3 separate regions of the Mus musculus genome follow, and all the other regions are linked to region 1. Evidence: chromatin contacts called from public HiChIP or PLAC-seq and promoter capture Hi-C data. All regions are on one chromosome and are shown on one strand. Each heading gives the region's core, a stretch centred on a gene start, on an enhancer-like site or on the middle of the called end of the contact. The rest is flanking DNA. Distances are from core to core; before and after follow the strand shown. Region 1 holds the start of Rasd1 (RAS, dexamethasone-induced 1). Region 2 overlaps Rai1 (retinoic acid induced 1). Region 3 overlaps Srebf1 (sterol regulatory element binding transcription factor 1).

Evidence for each region. Promoter capture Hi-C pulls out the DNA fragments that hold promoters and counts their contacts. HiChIP or PLAC-seq counts read pairs in DNA pulled down with a chosen protein or histone mark.
Region 2: a contact with region 1 is called in a FOXA1 HiChIP or PLAC-seq map of pancreatic cancer cells. The contact joins the enhancer-like site here to the promoter of Rasd1 in region 1. A contact is called at or near these places in 3 of 39 promoter capture datasets (hippocampal neurons and liver), 5 of 484 Hi-C or Micro-C datasets (the P5424 cell line, cortical neurons, embryonic stem cells and 1 more) and 3 of 115 datasets of contacts at active chromatin or transcription factors (embryonic stem cells and pancreatic cancer cells).
Region 3: a promoter capture Hi-C map of liver shows a contact between it and region 1, with 2.1 times the contacts expected there. The contact joins the enhancer-like site here to the promoter of Rasd1 in region 1. A contact is called at or near these places in 2 of 39 promoter capture datasets (liver and pre-B cells), 11 of 484 Hi-C or Micro-C datasets (the AML12 cell line, B cells, ECoMG myeloid progenitors and 8 more), 2 of 115 datasets of contacts at active chromatin or transcription factors (embryonic stem cells and pancreatic cancer cells) and 3 of 9 other capture datasets (adipose tissue, embryonic stem cells and pancreatic islet).

Annotation. Positions count from the first base shown.
Region 1 is chr11:59,963,606-59,966,312 of GRCm38.p6, forward strand. It overlaps Rasd1 (RAS, dexamethasone-induced 1), which reads right to left and starts at 1,339. Exons shown (of 2, transcript NM_009026.5): 1 at 915-1,339; 2 at 1-761. The coding sequence starts at 1,200. The coding sequence ends at 205.
Region 2 is chr11:60,177,393-60,180,092 of GRCm38.p6, forward strand. The region is part of intron 2 of Rai1 (retinoic acid induced 1); the gene reads left to right. Among named protein-coding and RNA genes, the nearest start is that of Mir6921, 22 kb to the right of the region's middle. Within about 2 kb of position 1,314, at least 17 of the 459 cell types and tissues checked have an H3K27ac peak or open chromatin away from gene starts, as enhancers often do. A contact at or near this core is called in pancreatic cancer cells, where this site is marked.
Region 3 is chr11:60,203,784-60,206,556 of GRCm38.p6, forward strand. Srebf1 (sterol regulatory element binding transcription factor 1) reads right to left here. Exons shown (of 19, transcript NM_011480.4): 3 at 2,612-2,773; 4 at 2,390-2,527; 5 at 2,073-2,294; 6 at 1,339-1,450; 7 at 604-818; 8 at 288-483; 9 at 16-194. Among named protein-coding and RNA genes, the nearest start is that of Mir6922, 2.8 kb to the left of the region's middle. Within about 2 kb of position 1,443, at least 6 of the 459 cell types and tissues checked have an H3K27ac peak or open chromatin away from gene starts, as enhancers often do. A contact at or near this core is called in liver, where this site is marked.

The DNA of each region.
Region 1 (2,707 bases), core at 89-2,588:
GGTGACAGCTCCTGTCTTAGCTAGTTCTCTTTCCTTTCACAGCAGGTGACTGTCCCTTACTGGCTTGGTCTCCCCGGGCTGGGTCTCAGGGAGGGAAGGAGAAGGCCAATTGGCGCTCCTGTGGCACGGACCGCTAGTCCAGGAATCCGATTTGACTTTTGAACAAAAAAGGTCCTCAGGTTGTGTGGCTGACCCTGGGGGCTCCTAACTGATGACACAGCGCTCCTTGTCCTTAGCCTGGCTGCCGACACTGGTTTTTTCACGAATGTACATGAGGTCGCTGTGCACGCTGGGTCTGCGAGCAAAGGGCGCCAAGATGCCAAAGGCATCGCCGTGGTCGCCCCCGCCTCCGCTGCCCGCACGCAGAAGCTTCTTGTTCCTCAGAGCCTTCTTGTGCAGTACGTCGCAGTACTGCACAGATACCTTGCGGTGCAAGTCGGGGCTCATCTCGCTAGGCAGCTTGGCCATGGCAAAGAGCGCACGGAACATCTGGTCCAAGCTGCTGTTCTTCTTGGCTGAGATCTCGAAGTAGGCACAACGCTGAGGGTCGTCACCCACCAGCTGCTCAATCTCCCGCTGCTCTACTTCCCGGTAGAAGTCCCGGTCCCCTTTGTTACCGCAAATGACCAGCGGCACGTCCACATTCTCTTTGGTTTTGTTCTTGAGACAGGACTTGGTGTCTAGGATCTGCTGTTTGAGCCTTTGCACCTCTTCGAATGAGTCGCGGTTGTCTAAGCTGAACACCAGAATGAAAACGTCTCCTATAAGGGAACGAGTGGGAAAGGTGAGGACAGCTGCCAGGCACAGAGCTGCAGACACCCCAGGTGAAGGGGCAAGCCCCAAGCACAACACACCAGCCCCATCCACTCCCCTCAAGACTCCGGTCCCCCTATCCCCGTCGACTCCCCACTCACCTGTGAGGATAGAGAGGCGCCGCATGGCGGGAAACGGATGATTGCCGGATGTGTCCAGTATGTCCAACTGGTAGACTTCGCCGCGGATCGAGTAAAACTTTCGGTGGAAGTCCTCGATGGTAGGGGTGTAAGCATCCTCGAAACGGCCCGTGAGGAAGCGCGACACAATGGCCGTCTTGCCCACTTTGGATGAGCCGAGGATGACCATCCTGTAGCAGTTCTTGGCCGGGATACTCAGTTCAGAGTCGCTTGGGCACATCTTCTTGATCATCGCGGCCAGTTTCATTGGGTAGAGGGGCCCCAGGGGCGGATGCGTGGCCGAGAGAAGGTAGAGAGAGGGCTGCAGAGAACTCCGGAGTGACGGAAGAGCTTGGCTTCGGGACTGCGCGAGCTGGTCTGGGCTCTTGGGTACAGACAGCAGGCTCAGGCTTTCCGCGCCCCACACCGCCCTTATATTCAGTTGGCCGAAGCCCGGCCAGGCACCTCCCAGCTAAGGTGCGTCACGTCCCGCCCCCGGACGCGCCCAGCTCCTCCTAGACGCAGCGACCTCCGCCTTGGAGCCTGAGGCTCCTCTTCAGACCTACGTGCGCTGAAAGGAAAACTAAATCCAAACTACGGCCAGTGGGATCCGGCGCTTCCCACTTTTGGCCGCAGAGGTCCTGGCTGTGCCTTTGATTCACTTACCTCTGGGATCTCCATTCTCTTAACACTAGTGCACAGACACCCACTTTTCTTGGGCCTTAGTTTCCCCAAAAAATATTATCTGATGATAGCAACAGATTTGCTGGACATTTGCCCCAGGGCCAACCCCTTAGGTCCCCGGACTCTTGGTGCTCTCCTGGGCTTAGTGTCCGGTGTTTGTGGGTTTTCTATGTTATCGTCCGCGCTTTGCGCTTCAGCCACCAGAGGGAAGCAGGGAGCCCCACGGACCCGCTGGGATGCCTAAGGTTGTGGCCACTCTGGAGAGGGGCAGGAGGCTGGCTGGGGACCCTGACGGGGAGCGCTGTCATGGACTTCCTGTGCTCTACTTTCCCAACTAGAGAGAATCTGATCGATGGGGACCTCAGTAGAGGAGAGTCTGTACCTGACTTCATACTTCGAGACAAGCCCCTTTAAAAAAAAAAAATCAAAACAGGCCAGAGTACCTACAGCCTCCTATGGCTTTCGGGACTTTCCCCTCTCGTGGGCCAATTCATCGTCATTTTGCACTGAGGTGGCTGACTGGGGCCGATGATCTCAGAGGAGGCCTGGAAGCACAACCTTCACTGTAGTTCAGTTTCCCTTTCTGAAAGATGACACTGGTTCCTTGATTGTAAAGATTAAGTACAAACACGTTCCGAGACCAGGGCCTGGTCAGAACAATAAAAGTATAGTATCAGGGAGGCTGCCTAGGGGAGGAAGCCGGTGGCAGGTTGATCAGTAACCAGGACTGAGTGATGCTTGAGGAGAAACGGGACGCGTCTGCTGCTTGTAACTGACGACACAGGTGAGCTGTGTTTATTCTGCTCTGACCTCGTCTTATTTAGGAGAGGCCCAGAGACCGAGTGGCTGACAAATGCCCCTTGCCCATCCAGGCAGTCTTGGTGTCCCACAGGCAGGGCTAAAGTCATTCCCACCCATCCAGATGCTTGCACTATGATCCAGGATTTCAACAGAAACCCAGTCTCTAGATCAGCAGTGGGCATCCTGCCTGGAGCCCATGCAACGTAGGTGTATTGATTTGGTGGTCCCTGTGCTAAATGATAATGCTCTCCCTGGAGACAGAGAAGCAACACTCTGCATTTAACAGATGG
Region 2 (2,700 bases), core at 64-2,563, 210 kb after region 1:
TTTCTCTCTCCTTAATAATAAAATTATACCAAGCAGTTTGCGGTGTGGCAGGCGGCCAGAAAAGCGTTTCTTTAAACGCCGCCGTCTCACAATTAGGCAGCAAGAGGATTTGACACGCCGAGGCGGCCTGACAGGCGGCTTCCTCCCCTGGGGGCGGGTGCAGGAGGGGCTTCAGTGCCCTGCTCCCCCATATGGAACCCGCACTGAGAAGGGGCCAGGGCTGCACCTCCTGGGCTGTCAGCTTGCTGCAGTGAGAAGCCCTTGGGGCAGGCAGCAGGGGAGGTTCTACCCAGACTCCTGGAAGCAGCAAGATCTTTCCCTGCTGGGCTATACAGTAGGAAAGCCATGTTCTCTGTTTCTGTGTGACAGAGAGGCATTTGGGGCACGTAACTGCTGAGCCTGGTGGACAACTTACTGACTCTCTCTCTGGATTTTCATTGATTTCTTCGGGTTTGGGATTGGAGTGTTGAGGGAGAATGTGCCCAGTTCCTGGGGCTGGTTGCTTTTCCATGCCAAGCTGTCTTCCGAGGAGGTTGCAGACAGGACTGTCTGTGATGAGCCAGAGACCCTCTGCTGCTACCACTGCGAGAGCAGACCTAGAGTCCCCATGAGCACACAGGAAGAGCTGCTTTGAAAGCACCTGGGTACCCAGACCACTGGCTCTAGCAGCCAAACTCAGAACTGGACCACGGTAGGTAGGTAGGCAGTAGCCACTGTAGGAGGGAGTTTGTTCTGGAAGCTTCCAGAGGGCAGCCACTTGCTTCCTTCATCATTTTCCCTCTTCCTGCCCCTGGGTGGCCTTCAGCGACGCCTTGGCAGTTCACTGCGACTTAAGCTACACACATCCCCTGGAGCCTCAGCTCTGCGCTCTGCTTGCTCTCCACCTGGACGCTTGGCTGAGCCAAGCTGGGCTCAAGAGTCAGTGGACACCAACAGGAAAGGCTGCAGGAAAGAGTGCAGGTCCTAGTTAGATAGTTTTTGTTCTGCCCACCAACTCCCTCACCCACTCATGAAACTGCTCTGTGGCCTTCACCCTCTGAGGCTGTGATAAAGAATAAATACTGTGATAAGCACAAAGCCAGTAGTGTCCCTCTGTCCCACTTGGTCACCATCAGAGCAATTTTTATAGGGGCAACTCTGGGGCCAGAGTAGGGCTTTGGAGCTTAAGAGCAAACACTGAAGTCCCTACCTTCAGGCTCTTATCCTTAGGAGGCAGCTCATTGTACCATTAATTATGTAATTACTGCTGTCATGAACCCCACATGGGAGCTTGGCAGGGGTCCCAGGAGGGGGGAGGGGTGGGGCCTTACCTATCTCTTGTGGAATGTTACAGGGCACCTCCTACACCACCTCTACAAGCTGAGCTCATGCCACACTCCTACCTCTAGCTCTTGAGCTCTTTCCTGCACCCAGGCCTCTCACCTTTTACTTCAGGGTTTGCCTGGGCCATGATGCTACCTACCTACCAAGGCCTGCTGCTCTGGAGCCAGAGAACATCTAGGTACTCCTTGTTGCATTGAATACCCAAGTCCCCAGCCCAAGAAGCTAAGAGCTAAAGTGCATGGGTGTGTGTGTGTCCACTTTGTCAGTCTTTGACACCTGGGGCTGATGGTCAAGTGACAACCCACAGATGGTCCTTTTGAACTTTGCCCTGCTTTAAATAACAACAATAAAAACCCTTGAGACTTGGTTGCTAACTTTTTTTTTTGGTCTGTGTGTGTGTGTGTGTGTGTGTGTGTGTGTGTGTGTGTGTAAGGACAACTTCCAGGAGCTAGTGCTCCCTACTGTGGGTTTCAGGGATGGAAGTTGATCACTAAGCCATTATATCTTGCCAGCCCTGGTAACATTTTTTGCAAATGAAAAACATCCCTACTGTACATTTCTGACCTGTAACCTCTTAAAGCAAAGGCTGCCCTGCTCTGGCTCCTTCTCCCCCCACTTTGCTTGGGACCAGTGTGTACAGCTGCCTCCAACCCCCATCTGACTACAGACCTCCGAAGTAGACTCTTCGTCCGTCCTTAAGAACAGGTCTGTGTTTAATGTATGAAGCAGACCTGTGGCCCTACCTAGTTTATGCCTCTCAGTCCGCCCAAATACCTTGTATCTTATCAGCTGACTTCTTAGTCTGGATTTAGTTTCACAGGGTTAATGTGACATTTGGAGCATGATTCATTTAATAAATATTTATTGTTCTGGGCAATGGGGACATGGCTATGAATAAAATAGGCAAAAATCCCTGCTCTTATGGAACTTTTTTCATTCGAGAGGAGACTGGTAATGAGGCCAAAAGGTAAGTGCTTTGAAGAACTAGAAGGAAGCACAAGGGGTGTCATTTTAAATACAATGATAACAGGGACACAGTAGAGTTGCATGGGTGTCTGGGAATGGTTTTCCTAGCAAAAGGGACAACTGGCACAGGCCTTGAGGCCCATGGAGGTGAAAGACTTGCCCAAGGTCAAAAGCCTAGTGGCATTTAGACAGCCTGCTACTAGCTTGACACTTCTTTTCTGCTTCTTCAACAAGTAAGGTAAGCCCTGGTCCTTCTGGGAGCATGGAGTGGAGAGGACAAGCTGTCCTGATGAGTTCGGCTTTCTGTAAGGATAGCACTACTGGGGCTTGGAGTGTGGACCAACCCAAGCAGCCTGGGAACCCCTGTGAGCTCCCTCTAGCCAGACCCCGATCTTTAGACCCTGCCCGTGG
Region 3 (2,773 bases), core at 193-2,692, 240 kb after region 1:
GGGTCAGCCCCTTACCCGGGCCAAATCCAGGTCAGCTTGTTTGCGATGTCTCCAGAAGTGTACAGCCGGGCCAGAGTGTGGCCTAGTCACAGGTTCCCCATAGACAAAGAGAAGAGCCAAGCAGGCCAACACTAGTAGTCCATTGGCCAGCCAGACTAGGGGTGGCAGCAACCACTGGGTCCAATTAGAGCCATCTACAGGCAAAGAAAAGGTCTGAGAACTCAGTTCTCCGGAAATCCAAAGTCCCAAAGGTCTCTGCCGACAACACCTGGGCTGACCTGACTCACCTCTGCTCTCTGCCTCCAGCATGCTGCGCCCAGAACTACGGTGTGTACCCGTAGCATCAGAGGGAGTGAGAATGCCCCAGCCGAAAAGCGAGGCCAAAGGATTGCAGGTCAGACACAGAAAGGCCAGTACACACAGGGCCAGGCGGGAGCGGTCCAGCATGCCTCGGCTGTGTGAAGGCAGCCGCTGGGCTTTGACCTGGCAGGGAGCAAGGGAGGTAAGGGCATAGAGCTCAGCTAGCCCCAAAGGCGAGGCTAAAAGGTGGAGGAGACTGCAGGGCTGCTGGGAGAGGGAAGGGGCCATATTGCAGAGTCCAACCTGGCTATCCTCAAAGGCTGGACTGTCGGGCTCAGAGTCACTACCACCACTGCTGCTAGCTCTGCTGCCAAAAGACAAGGGGCTACTCTGGGAGGGTGAGCCGGCGTCTGAGGGTGGAGGGGTAAGCGTCTCCACCACTTCGGGTTTCATGCCCTCCATAGACACATCTGTGCCTCCTCCACTGCCACAAGCTGACACCAGGTCCTTCAGTGATTCTGTAGGCAGAAAGAACAGGGCTGGTGAGAGAGGCCTGGCCGCCAAGCGCCAGGACTTGGATGGTTCTGTTATGCTCAAAACAGGGGCCAAGGTAGGGTGAGAGCCAGAGACAAGGTTGGGCAGGGATAGAGAAGGCAGCATCAGGGTGGCAATCTGAATGAGAATGGCTTTCAGAGGGTCCCGTTTGACCGCTTGGTTCCCATTCCTGTTTGGGAAGGATTGGGAGGTGTGGCCTTGCTGGAGGAGGGGTGTCACTGTGGTAGGCTTTGAAATTTCAAAACCCCACACTATTCTCAGCTAGCTCTTTCTCTTGGCCTTGTGGCTGTCTCAATATTTGAGCTCTCGGCTACTGCTCCAAGCGCCAAGCCTGTCTGCCTGCCGCCACCACTGTGGTCATGGGTTCACCCCTGAAACTGTAAGCCTTTAATAAACCTGACCATGGTCATAGTGTCTTCACAGCAACGGCATAGTGGCCAGGACAGCAGGGGGGGGGGGCGGGGGGGAGGGGCTGGGACTCACTGCTTTTGTGTGCACTTCGTAGGGTCAGGTTCTCCTGCTTGAGCTTCTGGTTGCTGTGCTGCAAGAAGCGGATGTAGTCGATGGCCTTGCGCAAGACAGCAGATTTATTCAGCTGTGAGGAGAGGGAGAGGGCTCAGCCAGCCAAGTGGACCTGACCACAGGTACGAGAGCAGGTAAGAGCCGCTCTGCGTCACAGCTGCCTCGGGGCCTCTGGACGGGACGGTTCCTTCTGACTACAACTCTCCTATGCTGCTGTCTCCTGACAGTACCCACTCCACAGGGCAGAGATAAAAGTCACCCTGTGAATACTCACAACGGTGTCTCCCAGCTGCGGCCCCTGCTGTCTCCACCTCACATTCCCTACACCCTCAGCTCTCTACGGTGAGACCTTCCTTGACCACCCAGTTCACAACCACAACTTTCACTGGTCCTGGTTTCTTCCCCGAACATGGGAGCCAGCCGCTGCAATTCCCACTACTCCCCTAGGGAGTCAGTTCCTCCAGGACAGGATTTCTGTGCTTCATCACCACGCCCCCTCAATGCATAGACCAGCTTTCTTTATCCAGGCTGCCCTTGATAAGACCTAACTCCGCAAACGGGACTGCCTAGACCCAGACAAGTTGATGCATATGACTAAGTGACGAGGACTGACCTAATCCCATCCCCGGCTGGCTGATGTGCCCCATTTCTTCCCTGGTCACCCTGACCTGAGTCTCGCAGGCCTTTGGCCGTACCTTTGCTTCAGTGCCCACCACCAGGTCTTTGAGCTCCACAATCTTGTCATTGATAGAAGACCGGTAGCGCTTCTCAATGGCATTGTGGGCTGTGCGCTTCTCACCACGGCTCTGAGCTGAGCCTAGGGCCTTGCTGCCAGCTGCGAGTCGGTGGATGGGCAGTTTGTCTGTGTCCACAACCAAAGGTACTGTGGCCAAGATGGTCCCTCCACTCACCAGGGTCTGTGGGGTCAGATGCATCTCACCAGGTGGACAGACACATGCGCAGCCAACCCTCCCCCCCCCCCCATAGTCTCCCTTGTGCCTGAGCCATCTACCTGCAGGGGACCTGCCTGCACGGCTGTGCCAGGAGCCAGGGTGCTGATGCCTGCAGTCTTCACGGTGGCTCCTGCATCTGTCTTCACAGCTGTCAGCAGCAGTGAGTCTGCCTTGATGAAGTGTGGCTGCAGTACAACCTGGATGGGAGGGGCCAAGCTGTAAGCGAGCAGCATCCAAGCCAGGCGTCCCCACCCCCCACCTTCCTGGTCAGACCCACTCACTGGGACCTGCTGGACCTGTGAGGTCACAGTGTTTGTTCTAGGGGCTGCTGAGGCTGGCAGCGGCTGCTGGGAGGCCAAGCTTTGGACCTGGGTGTGCAGGGCAGGGGTGGGCAAGACTCCTGGTGCAGGGGCCAGCGGCAGGCTAGATGGTGGCTGCTGAGT